3 separate regions of the Mus musculus genome follow, and all the other regions are linked to region 1. Evidence: chromatin contacts called from public promoter capture Hi-C data. All regions are on one chromosome and are shown on one strand. The core of a region is the stretch at or near the end of the contact, and the rest is flanking DNA. Distances in the headings are between cores, read along the strand shown. Region 1 overlaps Esyt2 (extended synaptotagmin-like protein 2). Region 2 overlaps Wdr60 (WD repeat domain 60). Region 3 overlaps Ncapg2 (non-SMC condensin II complex, subunit G2).

Region 1 (4,611 bases), core at 639-3,138:
CCAACACCATCAAAGAAGGTATATTTATCTCAGAGTCTTTAACTTCTGTATGCCTCAAGTGAGGGTTTTATCTCTTGATAAACAATGGTCTTTCCTGAGTAAAAAAATGTTTGTGGAAGTTAGGAAAATCATTTTTAGCTAAGTAAGTTGAGGATACATTTGGCCTGTTGCTAAGTATGATTTTATACCATTTGCTTATTTAATCCTCATACTTCTAAAGCTAAATATTGCTTCCTTGTACTGACCTGGAGCTGACATTAAGAGGTCTATTCATGTAAGCCACACAACAATTAAGTATTGGAGCTTTGGCATAGAACCAGATTAGTCTGGTACAGATTTTATATCCCTAAACACTTTAAGGTAATGCCATGTCTATAAGTCTCCCTCTGACTCGCCTCCTGAGATACATATACCTTCTTTGATAGGGTTGGGGGCAGTATTTGATGAGCTACATGTACAGCTCTATGTGTTGTGCTTTTTTTTTTTTTAAAGATTTATTTATTTATTATATGTAAGTACACTGTAGCTGTCTTCAGACACTCCAGAAGAGGGAGTCAGATCTTGTTGCGGATGGTTGTGAGCCACCATGTGGTTGCTGGGATTTGAACTTTGGACCTTCGGAAGAGCAGTCGGGTGCTCTTACCCACTGAGCCATCTCACCAGCCGTGTTGTGCTTTTAAATGTAATTTTTATTGACCTTTTAATACTTGGCTAAGCATGATGTCAATTCATATTTTTAGATTGTATTTCTTTTCATTATTGTTGTAAATGCCTTGTGCTTGTTAAGCATTATTATTAGAATGAAAACAGGAAAGTAAAGCTATTTCTTACCCTTTCCTGAGTCCTGCAGCCAATGATTAGTGCTACCTTCAGTGCCTGCTTTTTTCTTCCTTTTTTTTTTTTTTAATGCTGAGACTTGAAGTCAGGGCTTTGTGCATGCTAGGTAGACAAGCTCTCTGCTGCACTCAAAACCTAAGCGCTCTCATTCTGGCCACATTTCTCCACTGCCTAACTGTGCATCCCAAGTTCCAACCACAGGGACTCACTGCCCTTGGAAGCAAAATAGTAACTGTGTCCTCCAGTTTTCTTTTTTTCCTTTTCTCCAGAATTCTATCTTAAGCCACTTTGTGTCACTTATTTCTGGAAAGATTCTGTCTTCCAGGACAAGTACCCACTGTAGTTTTGGAAGTTGTACAGCAGAGGCCATAAGTACTAAAGTGAAGGGCACATCTCTTCCCAGAGTCCAGGGGGTGTAGATGAGCTGCTTCTTTGGCGGGATACTGCTTATGAAACTTGGCAGGTTTCCTGGGGAGGCGCTACTAACATCATGTGTAATTTAAATGTGTCATTTGGCTCAGAAGACCCACTGAAAATTGTTACTTGGTTTTAAAAAGACAGTATGCCTAGGCCAGACCAAGTGCAGCGTGGGCAGTGCTTTGTGCAGAAGATTGCACAGCTGCCTTCAGCAGTATCGTCTTCTCTTTCCTACTTTCATGTGTTCAAGTAGATAGTGTACATTACACTTCCAAATGTTTTCAAGGAATACATTAACTTTTACTTTATTAAAATTTTGAGAAATAAATCTATAAAAGATTTAAAATACATCTTTTTTTTCCTCCTACCAGTTTTTTTTTTCCAGAAAGCAGTTTATGTAAAAACTGACTCCATTAGTGCATATTTAAAATGTTCTTTAATAAGTTGCTAAAAACTTTATTTGTCTTTGGAAATATTCTTAACATAAAAATCCTATCCCTTACAAAAACGAAATCAAGACCTCAAGTCTTCCTCAGGACTTAACTGTGCTCTTTCATAGTTTTGTTCTTCCTCAGATGAAGGCACTTGTAAAATAAGTTGCAGCATTAGCTCACAACTGCTGTTGCAATGCCTAGAAGAAAGGGATGAAGTTGAAATGTTCAGCCAGCCTTTTCCTTATATGGTGAACAAAGCTACTGAGCATGCTTTAGAGGGAAGGGAATTTTCTTCAGTTACTTTCAGCTGGAAAATATGAGAACTTATTGCTGTTAGCTGCCAAATAATTCTTCCTGAGTCTGGTGAAAAATACAACCAGAAGGGCTTTTTAGTTTTACTGGTTTTTTTTGTTTTTTGTTTTTTCTGCCCAGATGATTCAGAAACAAGTGCCAGAGACTTGTATTAAACAGTTTCTTGTTTTCTGCCTTCTAGTTTGTTTAATTAGTTTTGATAATGTGATACTTGTGGAGTGACCCTTGAAAATTCTTGACATGATGAAGTTTGAAGCCAAGTGAACAGTCCCAAGTGGAGTATTGGAGGTAGGGTTTGGAGACAGGGAGCACTGCAGTGTGGGGTCTCGGCGACAGCTTTGCACTGCCTGGTTTCTCCTTGTCTTTCTGTGCCATTTCTCTAAGTCCCAGTCTCCTGTCTGTGACAGAGAGTGACACTATACCGTAACTCACAATTGAATGTCTGTGCTCTTAAAAGCACATAGCAAACCTTTACTTTTTTTTTCTTTTTAAAAGATTTTTATTTATTTATTTTTTATATATATGACAAGTACACTGTAGCTGTCTTCAGACACACCAGAAGAGGGCATCAGACCCCATTACAGATGGTTGTGAGCCACCATGTAGTTGCTGGGAATTGAACTCATGACCTCTGAAAGAGCAGTTAATGCTCTTAACCGGTGAGCCATCTCTCCAGCCCCTCTTCAGGAACTTTTGTTCACAAGGTGTTTTCAGAGTCTTCAGTTAACCCCAAAAGAACAAGTTATAAAAGCAGGTCTTTTCCAGAAGTCCTCCACAGAGCAACTGAGGCTTGCTCCATGTGGTTTTCTTTGGAGACGGATTTCAGCCAAGTGAAGGGGATTTCTTTGTCAAGTAGAACTATCTTCCTTTTAGAGTTATAATAAGAATTTGAACCTTACTGGGCTAGAATCCCAGAACTTAACGTATTTTAAGTAAAGGCAGTGAAGGAGAGGAATTTCTTAAATGTAGAAATTATGTTTATTGTACAGTTGACTCTCAGAACCAGTTAGAACCAGGAGTTTGAATTTTTTTGCAACTAGAGGAAGACAGTGCACTGTAATGGCTAACTGACTTTTGGAGCCAGTGGAAAGGCAGTGTAGTGTGACAGATTGAGTGACCATAGCTTTTGCTTCCTTCTCTCCCTCCAAGAAGAGCCTTAGTTTTCCAGACCATATCTGTGATCTGTGTGTTCCCCTCTCTCTCCCCCTCCCCCGTCTGGATAGACCAAGTCTGGGATTGAGAGAGTTGTAGTACAGAGGCTCATTCTACCATTCTTGCAGACAAGTCTGCAGACAGACCTATAGATTCAAACCACACCTTAAGTAGTCCAAGGTTATTTCTTATGCTGAGTTTGCTCTGATCCTGTGAAACCTATAGTTTGGTGTCATTCATTATTTGGACAGTTTTGCACACCTTCCATAGCCTTGTAGCATCCTGAGTTTCAAGGTAGAACTTTCCCTGGCTGCTTTCCTTACCAATGCTGAGTGTATGCTGTAGTTCTTCTGTAGGATAGACTAAGCCTAGAAATGTACCCTGCCACAGTCCCCAAAGGAACTTACTGCAAGGCTTTCCTTGTGCCCATCTACACTGTCAGCTGCTCTCCTTCCTGGCCACAGCCCTACAGGAAGTGTTCTTTCTGGCCTGATGTGTACGAAATGCCGATGTATAGATACAGGGCCTACGTTGGTTTCCATGCCCCTGTTCTGTGGATCTCTGGTTCACTCACTCTTGGTCTTCAGCATTTCTTTGGAGTCTAGCATGAATTGTCTCACCAGCTCCTGTGGGGCTCAATCTTCATTCAGACTGCTTCTGTCTCCTTCAGAGTTGCCTCAGAGAAACCATGTCACTTGGTTGGGCCCTAACGACTCAGCTTTCCTGTGCCATCAGAGTAGTGCTCTTTGCAGGTTTTTCTTTCTTTTTCTTGCCTAAGTCATGAGGCTTTAAAACATAAGGAAGATATTCTTTAGCTTTACTGTCAGCCTAAAGCTACTTAATAAAAACATGGAGTAAAACCCCACTGAAGACTTGTGGAGCCAGCCATCAGCTTGCCTGTGTAACGAACTTCCCAAATGACATGCCTGAGAACTGCCAATTGATTAGGGTCAGTTGCTGTTGTAACACTATCAGCTTTACTACATCCCTCAGACAGTCCCGTCTTACAGTAGTAGAGAAGAACACCTCTTGGTTTCTTTTTTAACATTAATTTAGTGTGTGTGTGTACACGTGTGTGTGTGTGTGTGTGTGTGTGTGTGTGTGTGTGTGTGCGCGCGCGCGCGCGTGCACACAGTGGTACACATGTCAAAGTCAGACGGCAAGTTATAGGGCTCAGTTCTCTCCTACCATAGGTTCCAGGTCCTCAGACTTGGCATCTCAATGGCTCATCTCTGTGGTTTTCATGAAATTTGTGCACATACTTTGTTGTTCCAGGTAAAACATGACATTCTTTCATAAGCATGGACAGTATTCTGCATTGTGCTTCATTCTGCCACAGCTCAGAGATGAGCTTGCTGTGTTTGGGAACACACATTTCACATATGCCTTAGCTTATTGATTAGAGATCTTTAGTCATCCAGAGGCCCTGGCTTTCATTGTCCTGACATGAGTTTTTAGG
Region 2 (4,611 bases), core at 918-3,417, 95 kb before region 1:
TGTGTTTAGCTATAAACCAATATCAGAAAAAAAACCTCTTACTCTGAAGAAACGGTAGGCTTGTGTTCAGTTGAGATGAGCTGTCACTGATGTTGAGAGCTTTGTCTTGAGCCCGGGGAATCCAGCTGGGTCCAGCTGCCAAACGGTCCTCTTCAAGCAATACAGCAACCACCTTTGAAAGACAAGTAAGCAGAGCCTGGAGAGATGGTTCAGTACTGAAGAGCACTCCCTTCCAGGAGACCTGGGTTCAATTCCCAGCTCCTACATGGTAGCACACAACTGGCTGTAACCCCAATCCAGGGTCTCCTCTGGCCTCTGCAAGACCAGAATGCACACATATGGTTCACAGATGTATAAGCAGGCAATATCCATACACATAAAATAAAAAATATATTTTTAAAAAGAAAAACCACCCCCAAGGTAAGCCATACTTCTTAAAACACTAACAGCATGCTATCCTTTGGTTAAAAATTACCTTTTGTAGATTTCATTTCTACAAATAAATGTTTGGCTCCACCATACTATAACTTTAAAAATAAAAGTATCTTTTTGTATAATAATAACAGCAAACTAATATAATGTCACAGTATGCCATTATTTCATATTACATGTTGTTTCCTTCATTAAATATAATTAAAACTTCAGAGGAGGAGGCAGCCTGGACATCTAACACCCTCAAGCAAACAAAGTGCTAAGGAGAAGCACAGGCAACCATCACTCACTGACTCTAAGTCAGCATTAAATGCCTGCAGTGGCTCCAACTAGGTCATCTCTAGAACGTGAAAAGACTTAAGAATTAGCAGAAATGGGGAAAGGAAGCAAAAGACATGACTCAAGGACTGGCAGGATTGCATGTAGGTTGGACAGAGATGTGCCATGCACAGATACCATGGGAGCACAGACACCATGGGAGCAGGCTCCCTAACCTGTCACTGCCGTAGAAGCCAAGCAAGCAGGGCTGCAGCAGGCTCCTGTACCCATCCCTGTCACTGCCTAGTTACAGCTCCTCTCCCTCTTCACTGCGCTGCACTGAGGACTCTCTTCTTATAGTTGCAAGAACTTTATACTAAAACAGAATCTAATAATAATAACAAATATGTCAAGCCTAATCCTATTTCTAACATAACAGTCTGATAAACAGGCTTATTCCAAATCAGCCTGTCCAGGCTTAACATTATTAGGCTGTTTATGTCTGCTCCACATTTAAATTCTAAGTTTATATAAAAAGTTTGAGACAACATAGAGATTAGAACATCAACTTCGTATCTTAATATATTAGAAATTACCAATGTTAGTAGGTCACACCTGTGTTAAAGAACTTTGTGATTGTGGAGAGCTGTAATATTACAAGTCACAAACAAATCCTCTTATGCTATCTATCTTTAGGCCTCCTGAGAGCCTTGCATTGCCCACCTTTATGCTTGTCTTTATGACTAAGACTGTCATCAGACAGTGTCTGGGGCCTCCAGCACAGACTTCCTCATGCTGTTGTATCCCTCCTACCCATTGTTCTTACAACATATCTGAAAAGTGCTTTGGTTTAAGATTCACTCTTGATCTGTAACTAGAAACTTAGCGGAAATGTTCACCATGTTGAAACATGGTATTTAGGGTAACCTATATCTCTGGTATTTGGCTGCAACGTAAACTTTCATATTCCCTTTGAGACACTGTGCCTTTTTACATCAACAAAAGATCTTTTTCTTTTAGAAATTTATACTGAAATATGATGATTAGAGTCAGTTGCAAAATAACCAGGTAAATAATGAAAAGGAGAGTGAATAACAAGTCAGATGAGGGAGGTCTGCTGTGGTACATGGTTATGTACTTGAAAGCTTCCCATGGCCAGTTGTTTATTATTTACAAATACTGTGCAGGTTTATACTTGCTTTACCAGTTTAACATACTTGGCTTAAGAGTTTGTTGTTATTTTCAACTGTAGGAAATTATAGTATAGAACCCAAAACTAACAGAATTTTCAGTGACCTATATTTACCTAGTGTTGTTGTGCATGGACTTATATGAATGTTTTACTGATAATCTGTAAGAAAATAATACTTGAGGACAAAGAACTGATTTTAAGCCACAAGGACAACACAGTGAACCCTGAGCGCTAATTCCCAGAAGAGGACACGCAGCACAGAAAGTACCTGGCACGCTGCCCGGAGAAAGTTAGCCAACCTCGGAGTGTCGATCTTCGGTACAACTGTGACATCAGAGAAGTCTTTTTCTTCGCTACCTAAAATACAGGTTTTTTAAGTCAATAAAGTTGACTCCAAAACAGTGAAGCTTTTCAAATCACAGTATTGAAGCAGTGCCACAGATACGGAGAACCTGGAGAAAAGTCAACACTGTCTCCCAACTTCACACTGCTTTACAGGAAGTTCAGAGACTGAATCCTCGTCAACGGCCACGAGGAATGCACTAAAAAGAACCAGTGTGTTTGGTGTGAGTTTTAGGTTACAGATCAAGCATCTAAAGATGAGAAATCTGCAACACCTAGGGTGCAGGGCACCGGCAGTAAGAGAAACCAACCCTGGAGCTTTCTTATGGTGAAGCCATATAGAAAATTCCTTTTAAAAAAATTTTTTTTTTAAAAAAAAGGTCAATGAGTAAAGTAAATTCTATGTGAACAGCTGCAGATGCCTGTATCTTAGAGACTGCTAAACTGCACTGATGGAACACATCTTGAAACTGCACTTCAAAATGACAACACACTGATGAGAATAAACTGTGTTGTTCTCAGAGCAGAGTCTGTCCTGCAGGTGTGGGGTGAAGTTATATCGTGAGTATTTGGAGGACAGTATCTTCCCCATGGCACTACAAATCCTCTCAGGGATCAGACTAGGGTTCAGGCCAATTTAATGATTCCCTGTGATTCAACAGCTCTGATCTCATTCATGAGCTAATTTGTTTTTTCAAAGGAATATTAAAAGGTTACTTCCACAGTCATATACTTAAAACCTCATCAAAAACAACACTGGGATAAAAGGAGTTACATAAAAACAAAACAAATCAAAACATACTGTGAAGAGAGTAGACATCCAACCAGTTACCTCCAGATACAGCCGTGCCTTCTCCTGGGTGTTGGGTCCATACTTCCCTGGTTTCTATATCTTCAGTCTGAATGTCTCTCTCAACATTATCTTCATTGTACTGAACATACGCCTTAGAGGCAAAAGTAGCTTAGAATTAACATCTAGTTTCAATTTCAGATCAATTTGCCATTACTTAAAATAAAAGTAACGACATTTTTAAAAGACCTAATACACTTTTTTTAAAAAGTAAAGTATACTTGGGGTTGGGATAAGGTTAGCCTGTGGGGGACTTTCAAATATTAATTGATGTGGGAAATCCTGCCTAAAAGCAGCTGACACAATCCCTGGGCTTGGGTCCTGAACTGTATAGAAATTGGAGAAAATGAACTTAGTATGACTATGCACGCAGCTATTACTCTGCTCTTCTGACTGCGGATGTAGCATGACTACTACTTCTATCAGGCTCCTGCTGCTAAGATTTGCCTGCTAAGACGGGCTTGTGAGCAAAAATTCAACATAAAAGAAACTAAGGACCTGTCATCTGTACCAATTATTTATCATGCCCCAAGAGGCTATGTTAGACTTTGCATTCTTTGAGTTTATGAGTACCAAGTTGTGAAGCACACGCTTTCTCCTGACTACTGCCTTCAGAGGCCATTTCCAATTCTAATATTGCAGAGTAGACACAAGGCACATGCATTTATACTGTACTTTCATTTTATCAGTTAGGTAGCACTAACCTGCTTGGTATTTTTTTTCCCAAAGTTCCTAATGTACATGTCATACTCATTTACTGGTGGTAGATCCAGGAGAGAAAATGTGAACGAAAAGTCTAAGTCAATAAGCCGGAGCAGTTTTGAACTTCGTGTCCTTTAAAACAGATTGGAAACAAAAATTCAATTGAATAACAAAACTCAGGGACTTGCAGGAGGGTATATTTTAGGGTCACATGTAAGTAATTAAGAGTGAGTCTAAAGTATTCAAAAATTATTTTAAATAATTAAACAGGAGTTGAGGATGTAACTCAGTGGCCAAATGCTTTCTTAACTTACACAGGACCCCACATTAGAGGCCTAGGAGAAAAGGAAAAAGCAAGCACAAATAAAAACAGTCAGCAAGTAGTGGTGGGAGTATATCATGAGCCAGTGTGTGACTGGCCCACTGCAGTACACTGAGGCTGACAGTTACAATACATGTATACTAGAATTTCCATGGCCAGCACTGTTTTCATGTTGGCTATAGGATGAATGTCAGGATGACATTTTTGTACTATCAGCTACTATGACAACCAGGTTTTCTGCCTACATTCTCCTAGCTACATCGGCCTATTCCCACAGGAAACAAGCTCCTGACAGACACCAGTAACCCCAGACCCTAGGTGTCCTCTTGCCTCACAGTCTTCTTTCCCAACTATTTATAATGGTTTCACCCTAAAGGCGATGGCACTGGATTCAATGTAAGTATCCCAGTCACCTCCCCTGAGTCTAATGCAAGCTGAGCAAGAAAAGTGTTCTTTATTTCTTCCACTTACCAGTACTCCCACATGGCTGGTGTTCAGTACATATGGATGGGT
Region 3 (4,611 bases), core at 1,099-3,598, 98 kb after region 1:
TTTACATTATTTATGCTTTATATTTGTGTATGCATGAGTGTGAGTGCACGTGTGCTGTGGTAGAAGTGGAGGTCAGAGGACAGCTCTCAGGAGTCAGTACTCAGGTTGTCTGGATTGGCTACAAGTGCCTTTTAATCAGCAACAAAAAGTTGCTCTCATGGCTTTGCTTATTGCTCTCCTCTTTAAGTCTGTGGCATTGATGTTTTGTTACAGGAGGCATCTGTAGACGGGAATACCATATTCTAATAGTTCCAGTTTAGTTCCAGTTTGTCTTTATGTAACTTCCAGAACATATGGCATAGCTCCTGTCTCATCATTTGTCAGATAGGATGTTACCCCACATTCAGAGATTTATCATTAACTTCAAGGAAGGTAAATTTTCAAGATGATATTGATAGCAATATTTATGTCTTTGCCTAAAGATGTGGCATCCTTGCACTCTGGAGTTTAGGGTAACACATAGTCAGTTGGGCCTAGCTTTTCTTTTGTTTTACCCTGTGGCTTTTTTTCATTGGGAGTTGTCAAAGAGTCTCTCACACACTTCTTTCCTAGCACTTGGCAGAGGTACCCCAGAAGATTTCATGTCTGTCTCTGGAGTTCTGACCTCCACTGTAGAGGTAGCTCCACTGTGGGTTTTGTTTTTGTTTTTGTTTTTGTTTTTGAGAGGTTCTTGAAACAGGTTGAAGCTTGTGTTGTTCCCAGGACAGTATAAGTTTTTTGAGATCTCTGTCTGGCTTATGTATACTTCTTTTTCCTAGTGTCTGTATTTGGTCTGATGTGAGCTGTTTTCTAATGATTTTGGGGGGGGGGCTTACCTTGCTACATTACTCAGATTCCCTGTTCCATCAAATAAAGTAGGAGTAGCTAAGTGTATCGTTGTATACGGAAACGAAAGGAATAGATGCATAGTAACAGCTCTGACAGAATAGCGGACGTTTTCTGAATTAGAGGACAGATTCGCTGCTGCTGCTCTGTGGGGATTCTTGCCTGCCTCACTGCCTGTTTGATGGATGCTTGTCATTGCTCTTGTTGTTTCAGACCATTGAATATGACTGCATCCAGGACTTCATGTTCCATGGCATCCACCTTCTAAGGAGGTCTCCAGTGCACTCCAAAGTCCGAGAGGTGAGGGAGGCACCTCTAATCTACCAATTGTGAGCAGTTGCTGTTGAGATCTTATTTCAGCCTTTCTATTTGTGAATAAGTGTTTTGGCTAAGTTTAAAAATTCACAGTTTCACCCCATCAGTCAAAGGAATTTCTTAGAGTCTTGGTATTTGGTGTTTTGGCAATTTGTTCTGCTACTGGCTCTGTGGTAAGGAAAGAAATGGTACGCTGTCATTATCTAGCCAGGACTGTGTGCTTTAACTTTATGGGGAGTGAATTGTGTTTCACTTTTAAGCTGCTTAAAGTCTCTGTGAAGTGAGAACATCATCTATACCAAAACATGGTAATACTATACTAAAAAAAATCTAGACCATCAATGAAACTCATGAAAAGAAACAATCAGGCTGAGTGTGATGGGGTCTTTTTGTAATTCCATTGATCTGGAGGCTGAAATGGGAGGATCATGAGTTGGAGGATGGCTTAAGAAATGTAGTACGAGACATTTTCTAGAATTAAAAAAGAATGAAATCGTCCATCAGAAAACCATGAGGAATGGATTCCAATAAGGCAAAACTGATTGTTTCTGGGTTCAAGCATTTATACTGAATTATGGGGTGATTCTGACTTTCAAAGGAAATGGATGGTCTATTTGTAATTTATTTTAAGTTTTGGGAAGATCCTGATATCTCAATTAAGCTAGTACTATAAAGAGTATTGAGTAGACGCCCGTTCCTTATGAAACCTTAAGATAGAGAGCTGGTGCATGTCCCTGGTGGGCAGCAGAGTGTTGAAACCTGCTCTTGTTGGGCAATAAAGAGAGAGCTAAAAAGCAGGGCCAATAGTAGGTTCAAAGAACGTTTGAGTCAAGATGAATCAGCCAAAGTCTTGTTCCTGAACCCCTTTTAACTATTCATGCTTCCATTTTGCCCTTACTGTCAGAGCTCTATGGAGTTATGTGGCTCTTGGTAGGCTAATAATAATTTAATTTTTATATTATTTGATTTTTGAGATACGGTCTTGCTGAGTTATCCTGGATAGTCAATTAGTGTAACAACAGGCATGTATCACTGGGTGGTAGGCATTAGAACCCAGGTGGTATTAGAATTCAGAGCCATTGATTGTTATTTTGGCTGTGATTTCTTTTTTCTGATTTGTTGTATTCAAGATTGTCTTGTATCTGCTGTAGGTCTTGCCAGAGAATGTTGTGTCATAGTGGTGGGGTGGGGTGGGGTAGAATAACCTTTCCTCTTGTTCCTGAGCTGTTGTGTTTGCTTGGAGATAAACACTATTACATCTGACTCAAATGCCTTATACATAACTACATGGCCTTTGTTTCCTTTCTCTTTCTTGGGCTTTTAGGTGCTGAGTTACTTTCACCAACAGAAAGTCCGTCAGGGAGTGGAAGAGATGCTGTATAGGTTATATAAGCCCATCCTGTGGAGGGGACTAAAGGTAACATTTTACTGTGTTTCCTAGTGCAGGATGTGCTTGGAATTGATCCTGTGCTAATTCAGAAGGCAGCTAAAACACTAGAGACAGTGCTTTATGGAACTTCAGAACAAAATTTCTTCTGTTTTTGAGCTGTGCTGTTACTGTGTTGCTCATCCTAGCCACCTGGGCTCAAGTGATCTGTCTTCCTGCCTCAATCTCACATGTAAATGGTACTATAAGTATGTGCCACCATTCCTGGCTCTCAGTTTTTGACCTTTATGAAGAGCATTTCTTTGATCTACTTAACTATAAAGGCAGATCAGTTCTGTGCTAAGTAAACAGTCACTGAAAATCGGTGTCTTGGTTTGCACAAACTCAGAGAGATTTGGGAGAGTACAGGCTGCACCACCCGCCTGTTCTTGTACTCTCAAGGCTGTAATGAGGGCAGAAGACAGGGACACTCTGGTTAGCATTCTGATGAATGCCTAGGTCTACACAAATAGCTTTGATTCATTAGAAGGCAGAAACTACCTCTTAATAATCTCTTAATATGACTAACCTTTCTTTTTTAATAGTCTGAAAATTGAAAAGTGTAATCAAATACAGCTCTGAAGTGAGAAAAGTGGTCTTTAATGTCTCTTGACACTGACTGGGAGTTTGGTTTCATTTAAGGATGACCTCACAAAGTTTGGCTGTTTACTTTTGTGATGCCAAGGGCAGAGCCCAGGGCGCCACACACATGGCAGAGTGTGTACTTTGCCACTAAGTTACATCCACAGCCGTTTTTGCTAACTTAAAGGTTAAAACTATCTTATTTTTATTACAATTTATTTGTTTATTTATTAGGAAGTGGTAGCATATGTGGAGGGCAGAGTGTGGCCTGTAGGTGTCAGTTTTCTCCACCATGTGTTCCTTCCTAGGATTGACCTCAGGTTGTTAAATTCAGGTGCAACTGCCCTTGTCCTATGAACATCTTGCCAGCCCCTAAAGTTGTCTTTCATTTGTAAATAACTCTTTACTGAAATTGTGGAAGTATTAGCTTGGGAACACTCTCTGAACTTCTAAAAGTACTTATATTTTTATAGGCCAGAAATTCTGAAGTTCGATCAAATGCTGCATTGTTGTTTGTTGAAGCATTTCCTATTAGAGATCCAAACTTCACTGCTACTGAAATGGACAATGAAATCCAGAAGCAGTTTGAAGAACTGTATGTACGTATTGCTGTGGAGGGCACTCGCTGCTTGCTAACCTCTATGTCTTGTAGCTAGCTGCAGGCTCAGTACTTGCCAGCAGGGTCAGCCTACGGATACCCGTTCTGCCCGTGTCCCCAGATGTACAGAACCACACTGTCCCTTTCTCCTCTTTTTAGTTAGTCTTGAGACATTCCATTATGTATCCTTATATAGTTTTAGGACTATAGCTGTGCATGCCTTGTTCCCAGTAGACATGTGGTAGCACTTTGACTTGCAGATTTGTCTCTACCACTCCTGCTTTATAGCTTTGTGTCTTTGGGAAATTCATCCATCTTTTCAAGTGTTTTCATCTGTGACATCATTCGGACTGAAAATATTCAGAACATGATTGAACATGTGCAGCTTTTATTTCATGCCATTAGTCTGTAAACAATATAGTAGAACAGTTACTCGTGTAACTTTTATATGGGAAGCATGGGTCGATGCTGTGTTGCTTTATATGAGTAGCTGCAGGTTAGGCATCCTGGATCTATCTAGTCCCCTTCAAAATACCTAGAGACACTGGACTGCGTGGTTACTATTTCTGCAACTTTAAGTATCTGTTATTAAGCTTTAAATTCCCAGAGTACTAATATGTAACACAAACAATAATTTAAAAGTTGTACACCTTTTCTCTCTCCTACTTTTAGAACCTTATAGAAGATCCTTATCCACGGGTTCGTTCCACAGGCATCCTTGGTGTTTGTAAAATATCTTCTAAATATTGGGAAATGATGCCCCCTAACATTCTTGTTGACTTCTTGAAGAAAGTCACAGGGGAGCTGGCATTTGATATAAGCTCAGCCGATGTTCGGTGTTCTGTTTTTAAGGTAGGGTTTTTAA

Evidence for each region. Capture Hi-C pulls out chosen DNA fragments and counts their contacts.
Region 2: a promoter capture Hi-C map of adipose tissue shows a contact between it and region 1. The contact joins two enhancer-like sites. A contact is called at or near these places in 1 of 15 datasets of contacts at CTCF or cohesin (CD8 T cells), 8 of 484 Hi-C or Micro-C datasets (the AML12 cell line, the C2C12 cell line, Th2 cells and 4 more) and 3 of 9 other capture datasets (adipose tissue, liver and pancreatic islet).
Region 3: a contact with region 1 is called in a promoter capture Hi-C map of adipose tissue. The contact joins two enhancer-like sites. A contact is called at or near these places in 5 of 39 promoter capture datasets (3T3-L1-derived adipocytes, the C10 cell line, the HPC-7 cell line and 2 more), 3 of 484 Hi-C or Micro-C datasets (nephron progenitors, neutrophils and trophoblast stem cells) and 3 of 9 other capture datasets (adipose tissue, liver and pancreatic islet).

Annotation. Positions count from the first base shown.
Region 1 is chr12:116,324,398-116,329,008 of GRCm38.p6, forward strand. All of the region lies in intron 6 of Esyt2 (extended synaptotagmin-like protein 2), which reads left to right. Among named protein-coding and RNA genes, the nearest start is that of Esyt2, 45 kb to the left of the region's middle. Within about 2 kb of position 1,889, at least 65 of the 459 cell types and tissues checked have an H3K27ac peak or open chromatin away from gene starts, as enhancers often do. A contact at or near this core is called in adipose tissue, where this site is marked.
Region 2 is chr12:116,229,539-116,234,149 of GRCm38.p6, forward strand. Wdr60 (WD repeat domain 60) reads right to left here. Exons shown (of 22, transcript NM_146039.3): 9 at 3,779-3,908; 10 at 3,057-3,168; 11 at 2,151-2,239; 12 at 43-172. Among named protein-coding and RNA genes, the nearest start is that of Wdr60, 31 kb to the right of the region's middle. Within about 2 kb of position 2,168, at least 63 of the 459 cell types and tissues checked have an H3K27ac peak or open chromatin away from gene starts, as enhancers often do. A contact at or near this core is called in adipose tissue, where this site is marked.
Region 3 is chr12:116,422,158-116,426,768 of GRCm38.p6, forward strand. Ncapg2 (non-SMC condensin II complex, subunit G2) reads left to right here. Exons shown (of 29, transcript NM_133762.4): 10 at 1,039-1,125; 11 at 2,465-2,557; 12 at 3,622-3,747; 13 at 4,419-4,598. Among named protein-coding and RNA genes, the nearest start is that of Ncapg2, 19 kb to the left of the region's middle. Within about 2 kb of position 2,349, at least 7 of the 459 cell types and tissues checked have an H3K27ac peak or open chromatin away from gene starts, as enhancers often do. A contact at or near this core is called in adipose tissue, where this site is marked.